3 separate regions of the Mus musculus genome follow, and regions 1 and 3 are each linked to region 2. The links are chromatin contacts, called in public Hi-C and promoter capture Hi-C maps. All regions are on one chromosome and are shown on one strand. Each heading gives the region's core, a stretch centred on a gene start, on an enhancer-like site or on the middle of the called end of the contact. The rest is flanking DNA. Distances are from core to core; before and after follow the strand shown. Region 1 holds the start of Cyp2d40 (cytochrome P450, family 2, subfamily d, polypeptide 40). Region 2 holds the start of Cyp2d10 (cytochrome P450, family 2, subfamily d, polypeptide 10). Region 3 has its middle 57 kb from the start of Cyp2d40.

Evidence for each region. A called contact is a pair of places that touch in the nucleus more often than the background predicts. Capture Hi-C pulls out chosen DNA fragments and counts their contacts.
Region 1: a contact with region 2 is called in a promoter capture Hi-C map of liver, with 2.8 times the contacts expected there. The contact joins the promoter of Cyp2d40 here to the promoter of Cyp2d10 in region 2. A contact is called at or near these places in 2 of 39 promoter capture datasets (hippocampal neurons and stem cell-derived epiblast-like cells), 1 of 115 datasets of contacts at active chromatin or transcription factors (astrocytes) and 3 of 9 other capture datasets (adipose tissue, liver and macrophages).
Region 3: a contact with region 2 is called in a Hi-C map of liver, with 2.9 times the contacts expected there. The contact joins the enhancer-like site here to the promoter of Cyp2d10 in region 2. A contact is called at or near these places in 1 of 39 promoter capture datasets (embryonic stem cells), 1 of 484 Hi-C or Micro-C datasets (liver), 1 of 115 datasets of contacts at active chromatin or transcription factors (kidney) and 3 of 9 other capture datasets (adipose tissue, liver and pancreatic islet).

What each region holds. Positions count from the first base shown.
Region 1 is chr15:82,762,753-82,765,631 of GRCm38.p6, reverse strand. Cyp2d40 (cytochrome P450, family 2, subfamily d, polypeptide 40) reads left to right here and starts at 1,510. Exons shown (of 6, transcript NM_023623.2): 1 at 1,510-1,710. The coding sequence starts at 1,522.
Region 2 is chr15:82,405,793-82,408,492 of GRCm38.p6, reverse strand. It overlaps Cyp2d10 (cytochrome P450, family 2, subfamily d, polypeptide 10), which reads left to right and starts at 1,299. Exons shown (of 9, transcript NM_010005.3): 1 at 1,299-1,559; 2 at 2,415-2,586. The coding sequence starts at 1,371.
Region 3 is chr15:82,705,428-82,708,162 of GRCm38.p6, reverse strand. It overlaps the pseudogene Cyp2d38-ps. Among named protein-coding and RNA genes, the nearest start is that of Cyp2d40, 57 kb to the left of the region's middle. Within about 2 kb of position 1,317, at least 2 of the 459 cell types and tissues checked have an H3K27ac peak or open chromatin away from gene starts, as enhancers often do. A contact at or near this core is called in liver, where this site is marked.

The sequences.
Region 1 (2,879 bases), core at 261-2,760, 360 kb before region 2:
TAATATCAGGCACCGAAAGTTTCTTTGGGAGTTTCCTCGAGCAAACCAGGAGGAACCTAGCATCCTGAGACTGTCAGTGACCTGAGCAAGTGTCTTCCTAATCCACATTCTGACCATGAACCATGCTGTTGTCCTGACTCCCATGCAGGTCTTTTTTCAGGACTGGTAGGGGCTCAAGAAAGACCTTTGTATTGGTTCAAACCTATGATGCCGTTCTAGGGAAATGTGTTCTAGGGAAATGTGTTGAGCAGGGCCAAAAATCATGGATAAGAAAAAGGCTTACAGGATTCAGGCCTCCAATAAGCATATAGTCACCCACAAGCTCCAGTGACTCAGAGGTGGTCAGTGCTAGGGTTGCACAGGCAGCAGAGAGGAGGAGGTCCGTGTGTACTCATTGCTGTTGGGATGCATGGTGTGGACTCTGCTCAGCCCATGCCTCCCTTCTGCCAGGTACAGCAGAGAGAGCATTAGAGAGCCTATCTAATAGGGTTGCTCTGGGTCTTCTGAGACTTTGATCTTCAGAGATCTGGATCCAGCAAGGACATGGACTGAGCCTCTGTTGACACTCGCAAATGGTGAGTTGGCATGTGTAGTGTGCCCAGCAATTCCCGGCACAGAAGCGCCATTTGTTGGAAGACTTAGGAGTCATCTTTCCTTATTCCTCATAGCAGCCCAGCCTGACTCGTGTCCTCTGGCCCTAAGACAAATGTTTCTTACCTATGTTCACGTGGAAGACTGTTGCCAGGAGAGATTGAACCACCAAGAAACATAGGTTAACTAAGAGACTGAGGCCAGCATGACAAGAACCTGACCCAATTTAGTGACCCCTCAAAATTCTCAGACCATTGCTCAGCTTCCTCAGACTGGGTTTGAGAAATCCCATATTGTATGTCTTGCTCCCTAATCAACTGGTGTCCTGTACTGAAGATGCCACTGCTCCAGATGCACTTCACAACTCACTCACCAAGGGGGATCTAAGTACCTTCCCACCACTGGCCCTCACTCACCCACAGGAATCTGAGCTGCTCTCCCCCAATGCTCTTCCAATGCCAAGAGGGGCTCCAGCCTCTTTCCCTCAACTGTAGAAGACAGCTCCCACTGCTCACACACCCACAGACGCCACTGACTGGATGCCACTCAACCCTTGTGTCCTCTCAACAAAGTGTTCTGTGAAGGTCTAGGAGGTCTCATTTTTCTCTGAGGCAATGTTCAAGCTCCCAAAGCTTTGAATGTGAATTGTATCTGAAGATTTTTCAGCACTCAATGATCAGACATCTGCCTACCATATTTAGCCTAGCAGAATCAGCATGCTCAGCTCGTGGAATGGACTGATCATCTCTGGCCTGTCTCTACACTTAGCCAAACAAAACACAGGATTGGGGTTGGGGGCAGAGGACAAAGGGCAACCTGGACACTCCTTTATAAGGTGGTAGGATCCAAGCTTGGGTCTTCCTGATCCAAGGTGTTTGATGGAGTGTTGTTCATTGGCCTAGGTGAAGCCTGGGAAGCAGTGGGGCAGCCATGGAGCTGCTGACTGGGACTGACCTGTGGCCTGTGGCCATATTCACAGTCATCTTCATATTACTGGTGGACCTGTTGCACCGGCGCCAGCGCTGGACTTCTCGCTACCCACCGGGCCCTGTGCCATGGCCTGTGCTGGGTAACCTGCTGCAGGTGGACCTGGATAACATGCCATACAGCTTTTACAAGGTCAGTGACTTAGTGGTGTATCTTTATTGTGCTAATAGTGTCTGTAGTGTACACAGTGAAGGCCAAGCCACAGGTCCAACAGCGATCTGGAACCTCTAAACGGGCCAAGTTTGCTGATTTCTGGTTGCATCCAATGAATCTCTCTAGGGCAACGGATATGGGGGTCAAAGTCCAGAAGATGAATCAGGATGTGAGAGCAGGGTTCAGTTTAGTTGTAGAGATCATCAGCCATACAGGTTCCAGGTCTGTTATGGTCCTGTCAAAGATGAGGTCTTACCATTATGCAAGGTATAGTTAGCATGTCAGTCAGGACACTGAGTGCAGAGAGCAATGTGGCTGCCTGAATCTTTTGCTGCTGCTGTGTTCTGCAGCCTCACTGCCCATCTCAAGGAACCAGAGTTTCTTCATGTGTAATGAAATGCTAAGGAACTCCAGGACAGATTTCTGCCTCTTGCAAAGTCAACACTGGGAAGTCACATCTACTGTGATTCCTTTGCTGAACTTAAAAGATAAGACACTGCAGTGGTAGGCAGTCTCATGCCCGGGAGGGAGCTCTGTGAAGAGCATTTCCCCAGGATACATGAGGAGCAAGGTTCAACAACAGAAACAACAACAACAACAACAGCACACACACACCAAAACAAAAACACACACAGGTGGGCACACACATGTTTATACAAACAAATACACGGTAGAACCCACATGTGCACACTCAACTCCTTGCCCATGTTTGTACAGTGACCCTGGTTCTATGATATGTGCAAACCTACACTTCCTATGTGCTCTGTCCCTTTACTTCTTCAAAACCACTATGGTGACATGTTCAGCCTGCAGATGGGCTGGAATGCCATGGTCATTGTCAACGGACTGAAGGCAGTACAGGAAGCACTGGTGACCTGTGGCGAATACACTGCTGACCGCCCTGAAATGCCCATATTTCCACACCTAGGCTATGGACAAAAAGATAAAGGTACAGTGCAGTGTGGTGGCAGAGATGACATTAGAGTCACACAATGGGGACAGTGAGCAAAGGAAGATCAGGGTTCGATGTAGGTGTTAATGGAGTTTAAAAAAATCCAACAAAACATCCCTGAAATCCATTGTGGAGCCCCTTTAGCATGGTGGGAGATGTTCGTAGTAGAAAAGGGTGAAATAATGAGGGACAGTGA
Region 2 (2,700 bases), core at 50-2,549:
AGATGCCCGCTTCCTTGTTCTTTGTAAAATTCCCCCTTGACCCCGCCCCTACTCCCCATGATGTATGCTTTTAAAACAAGGCACCTCAGCCTAATAAACGAGACCTTGTTAGGTACCATCTTCTTGGTCTCCTGCCTCTCCTTCCCTTCCTCCAATTTCCTTCCAGGCTTGCGGAACCCCTCGCACCCACGGGAGGGGATAATGCTCCAGCCTCCCTTCTGGCACATCGAAGGAGCAACAGAGAGAGCCTGCCTAGATTCCACAGTGACTTCCAAGCCTATGATCTTTAGAGGTCTGGAGCCCAACAAGGACAGAGACTGAGCCTCTGCTGACCCTAGTGAATGATGAGCTATGTGTGGGTGTACAGCAGTGACCAGCACACAGTAGCCATTTGTTTGAAGGCTCAGGAGTCATCATTCTTTTTTCCTCTTGGCTGCTCACCCTGGCCACAGACCTCTGGCATGAGGAAGAAAACTACCTTACGTATCTCCAGATGGAAGACTCTTGCCAGGTGAGATTGACCCACCACGAAACAAAGGGTGGATAAGAGACAGAGGCCAGCATGTGACACGTCCATGGACCAAATTAGTGCCCCCCCCCCAAGGTTCTCAGACCACTTCTCCACTTCTTCATACTGGGTCTGATAACTTCTGTGTTGTGTATCTTGCTGCCTGATTAATTGGATGATGACAGACCTATACTGAAGATGGCAGTGCTCCGGTTGTGCTACCCCACTGGACCTCACTTACCAGCAGAGCCTTTAGCTGCCTTCCCACCACTACCTTTCACTTCCCCATAGCAAGTCTAGGTAACCTCCCACTACTGGCCCTCACTCGCCCACAGGGATTTCAGCTGCCATTCCCGACTGCCCTGCTTTTGCCCATTGGGGCTCCAGCCTCATCTGGAAACAGCCTCCCACTGCTCACACACACAGAAGTGATTGACATGATGCCAGTCAACCCTCATGTCTGCCAGGAAAGTGCTCCATGAAGATCTAGGAGGTCTCATTCCTCTCTGAGGCAATGTCCTCAAGCCCTCTAAGATTTGCATGAGTAGCAAACCCGATGAATTTCCTGCACACAATGATCAGAACATTCGTCCTGAAGCAGGAGTCCACGAGATATCTGCCTACCATGTTCAGCCCAGCAGAATCAGAATGCTAAACTCCTGAAAGGAACTGAACATCACTAGCTCCTCCCTACAGGTGGACAAACAAAACACAGTGTTGGGGCAGGACACAGAGGACAAAGGGCAACCCTGGCACTCCTTTATAAGGCAGCAGGATCCAAGCTTGGGCCAGTCTGATTCTAGGTGTTACATTGAGTGTTGTTCATTGGTCTCTGGAAAGCCTGGGCAGAAGTGGGGTAGCCATGGAGCTGCTGACTGGGGCTGGCCTGTGGTCTGTGGCCATATTCACCGTTATCTTCATATTACTGGTGGACCTGATGCACCGGCACCAGCGCTGGACTTCTCGCTACCCACCGGGCCCTGTGCCATGGCCTGTGCTGGGTAACCTGCTGCAGGTGGACCTGGATAACATGCCATACAGCTTGTACAAGGTGAGTGACTCAGCAATGGATGGTATGTGAGGTTATAGTGTCCATAGTGGCACATAGTAGGGTTTGAGCCACAGTTTAGTGGCTAGATCTAGATCCCCAAGAGGGAATAGGCTTAGACATGTTTTTGTGGCAGCCACTGGGAATTTGTAGGGCAAAGGATTGGGGGAATAAAATCCAAGGGTGAAGCAAGGTATGAAAGGAATGTTCAGCCTAGTTGGACAGGACAGGAACTGTAGAGGTCCCAAGTACTTTATGTTCCTGTCAATGATGAGGTCTTGATATGCTGTGAAGTCTACCACTCCATGTCAGTCGTGACACTGAGTGGAGAGAGGGACTGTGGCTGCGTGAATCTCTTGCTTCTGTGTGCTCTCTGGACTCACTGCTCATCAAGAGGAACCAGAGTTTTTTTCACGTATATTGACATACTAAAAGAACCCAAGATAGGTTTCTGGGTCTGGCCAGGGAACTGCTGGGGTGTGACATCTACTATGACACCTTTGCTAAACTTAAAAGATAAGACACCACATTAGTAGGCCTCCTCACGCATGGGATGGAGCTCAATGAAGAGCATTTTCCCAGGATATATGAGCAAGGTTCAATAACAAGCAAGATACACACAAATAGATATGTACACATGCAAATACAGAGACAGAGAGATACATGGAGTCACATACACATATGCACACATACTTAAATTCACATACACAAACATGCATATGTAAACATACACAAATGTGCACTCACACACAAAGAAACTGCCTGGCACCCTCTCACTTTGACATTGTTGTGCAGTGAAACTGGTTCTATTATCTGTGGGCACCTCTACTTCCTATGTGCTTTGTCCCTCTACGTCAGCTTCAAAACCGCTATGGTGACGTGTTCAGCCTGCAGATGGGCTGGAAGCCTATGGTTGTGATCAATGGACTGAAGGCAATGAAGGAAGTGCTGTTGACCTGTGGAGAGGACACTGCTGACCGCCCTCAAGTGCCCATCTTTGAGTACCTGGGTGTGAAGCCTGGATCCCAAGGTAAAGGGCTGTGTGGACGGTGGATTTGGGTTCAGACGTGTGGGAATAAGCTGAGGAAGCACAGGTTATGAATGTGGGTGGGAATGTGGTCAAGCAATTCACAGAAGAGTCACT
Region 3 (2,735 bases), core at 68-2,567, 300 kb before region 2:
ATGATCCATGCCCAGCAGTGCCCAGCTGGGCAAACAAGAAGGTTCAGGAGTCATCTTTCTGTTTTCCTCATTGCTGTTGGCTCTGACCATAGGCCTCTGATATGAGAAAATAGCTCCCCTACCTATCCATGTGAAAGACTGTTGCCGGGAGACATTGACCCACCAAGAAACAGAAGGTGAATCAGAGGCAGAGACCAGCATGTGACAAGTCCCTGTACCAACTTGGTGCCCCTCCCAATATTCTCAGATCATTTCTCAGCTCCCTCTGACTGGGTCTGAGAAATCTCGTGTTGTACATTTGGCTCCCTGATCAACTAGATGACCACACACCTGTACTGAATATGGCACATGCTCCAGTTGCCTTCCCCCACTGGCCATCACTTAACCCACAGGTATATTTCCTACGTTCCGCTATTACCATTCCCTCACCTATAGGAGGAGACAGTTTCCCACTGCTCACAAACCTATAAAAGCCATTGACTGAATGCCAGTCATCCTTCATGCCCTGATAAAAAATGCACTGTGAAAGACTAGGTCTCATTCCTCTCTGAGGCAATGTTCTCAAACTTTGCATACAAGATGTTTGTTTGCACACAATGATCAGATCATCGATCTTGAAGAAGTCTACTGGACATGTTCGACCATGCTCAGCCCAGCATGCCCAGTTCGTGGGAGGGAGTAAATATCACTGTCCCCCCTACCCTTGGCCAAACAAAACAGAGGATTGGAACTGGAGACAGAGGACAAAGGGCAACCCTGGCACTCCTTTATAAGGCTTCAGGATCCAAGCTTGGGGCTTCCTGATCCTAGGTGTTATGTTGAGTGTTGTTCTTTGGTCTCTAGGAACTCTGAGCAGCAGCAGGGCACCTATAGAGCTGCTGACTTGGATTGTCCTGTGGCCATATTCACTGTCATCTTGATATTACTGGTGAACCTGATGCACAGGCTCCAATGCTGGACGTCTCGCTACCCACCGGGCCCCGTGCCATGGCTTGTGCTGGGTAACCTGCTGCAGGCAGACCTACATAACATGACATACAACTTATACAAGGTTAGTAACTTAGTGATGGATGGTAACTGAGTTTATGGTAGTTGTTGCAGCACATTGTGGGAGTTGAGCCACAGGTCAGACAGGAATCTGGGCCCCCTTGCGAGCACAGGCTTAGAAATTTCTTTTGTGGCATGCATTGGGAATTTTTAGGGCAAAAATTTTGTGGGTCAAAGTCCATGAGGTAAAGCAGGATGTGACAACAGGCTTCAGGCTGGTTTGACAGTGTAGCAGTCATAGAGGTCCCAAGTCCCTTTGATCCGGTCAAAGATGAGGCCTTACCATGGTGCAAAGTCTAGTCCACCATGTCAGTCAGGACACTGAGTGGAGAGAGGGCTTGTGGTAGCCTGAACCTCTTGTCTGCTTTGAGCTCTTTGGCCTCACTCCCCATCTCAAAAAACCAGAGATTTTTCATGTGGGATGAAATGCTAAGGGACTCCAAGACAGTTTTCTGGCTCTTGTAAGGCCACTCCTGGTATGTCATATCTACAGTGATTCCTTTGCTGAACTTAAAATATAAGGTGCCACAGTGGTAGGCATCCTCATCCTAGGAATGGAGCTTAGGTAAGATCATCTTCCCAGGATATATGAGAACGAAAGTTCAGTAACAACCAAGACAACCACACACACACACACACACACACACACACACACACACACACACGCACGCACGCACGCACGCACGCACGCACGCACGCACACACACTGGAACCCACATGTGCACACTCCACACCTTGCCCATGTTTGCTAAGTGAGCCTGGTTGCATGACCTTTGGGGACCTCTAATTCCTATGTTCTCTGTCCCTGTACTTCAGCTTCAAAATTGGTGTGGTGATGTGTTCAGCCTGCAGATGATCAGCAAGCCTGTGGTCGTGATCAAGGGACTGAATGCGGTGGGGGAATTTGCTGGTGTCCTGTGGAGAGGGCACTGCTGAGTGGCCTGAAATACCCATCTTTCATCACATAGTCTGTGGGCCCAAAACTAAAGGCAAAACGCTGTGTTGGGAGCAGAGATGGGATCATAACCAGACATGGGAAACTGAGCAGAAGAAGATCAGGGCATAATGCAGGAGGTAATTTAGATAAGATTTTTAAAAAACCACTGAAATCCAATTGGCCCTCCTTATCATGCTCGAGTATGGTAGAGATGTGTTTGGGAGGAATGTGTGAGATTATGGGGGACACTGATCCCAGAAGAGAAGAGAAATGAAGGGGGGAGAGGGCAGCACACCCAGATATTCTTGGTTACACATAGACGTACCTGCAGGTGTGATCCTTGCACCTTAAGGGTGTGAGTGGCGAGAGCAGAGGTTCTGTGTCTATCCTGTGTAACTTCAGCCTGGGCAAGAAATCACTGGAACAGTGTGTGATGGAGAAGGCTGGCCACATCTGTGATGCCTTCACTGTCCAGGCTGGTGGGTGATGGATGTGGACAATATTCTGACTTTTACCTGCATCTCCACTCCCAGGGAGTTCCCTCAATCCTTTGTCCCTCCTGGACAAAAGCTTGTGTAATGTGGTTGCATACCTCATTTATGCCCATGAATCAGCACCAGGCAGGAAATTTGTTGGGTAGTAGGCATGGGGAAGTAAAGGGGGTGGGAAAGAACCCACGTCTCACCAGAATTCCCATGAGCACACTCTCCATGTGACCCTGGGTGGGTGTCTGACTGTGTGAATCTATGGA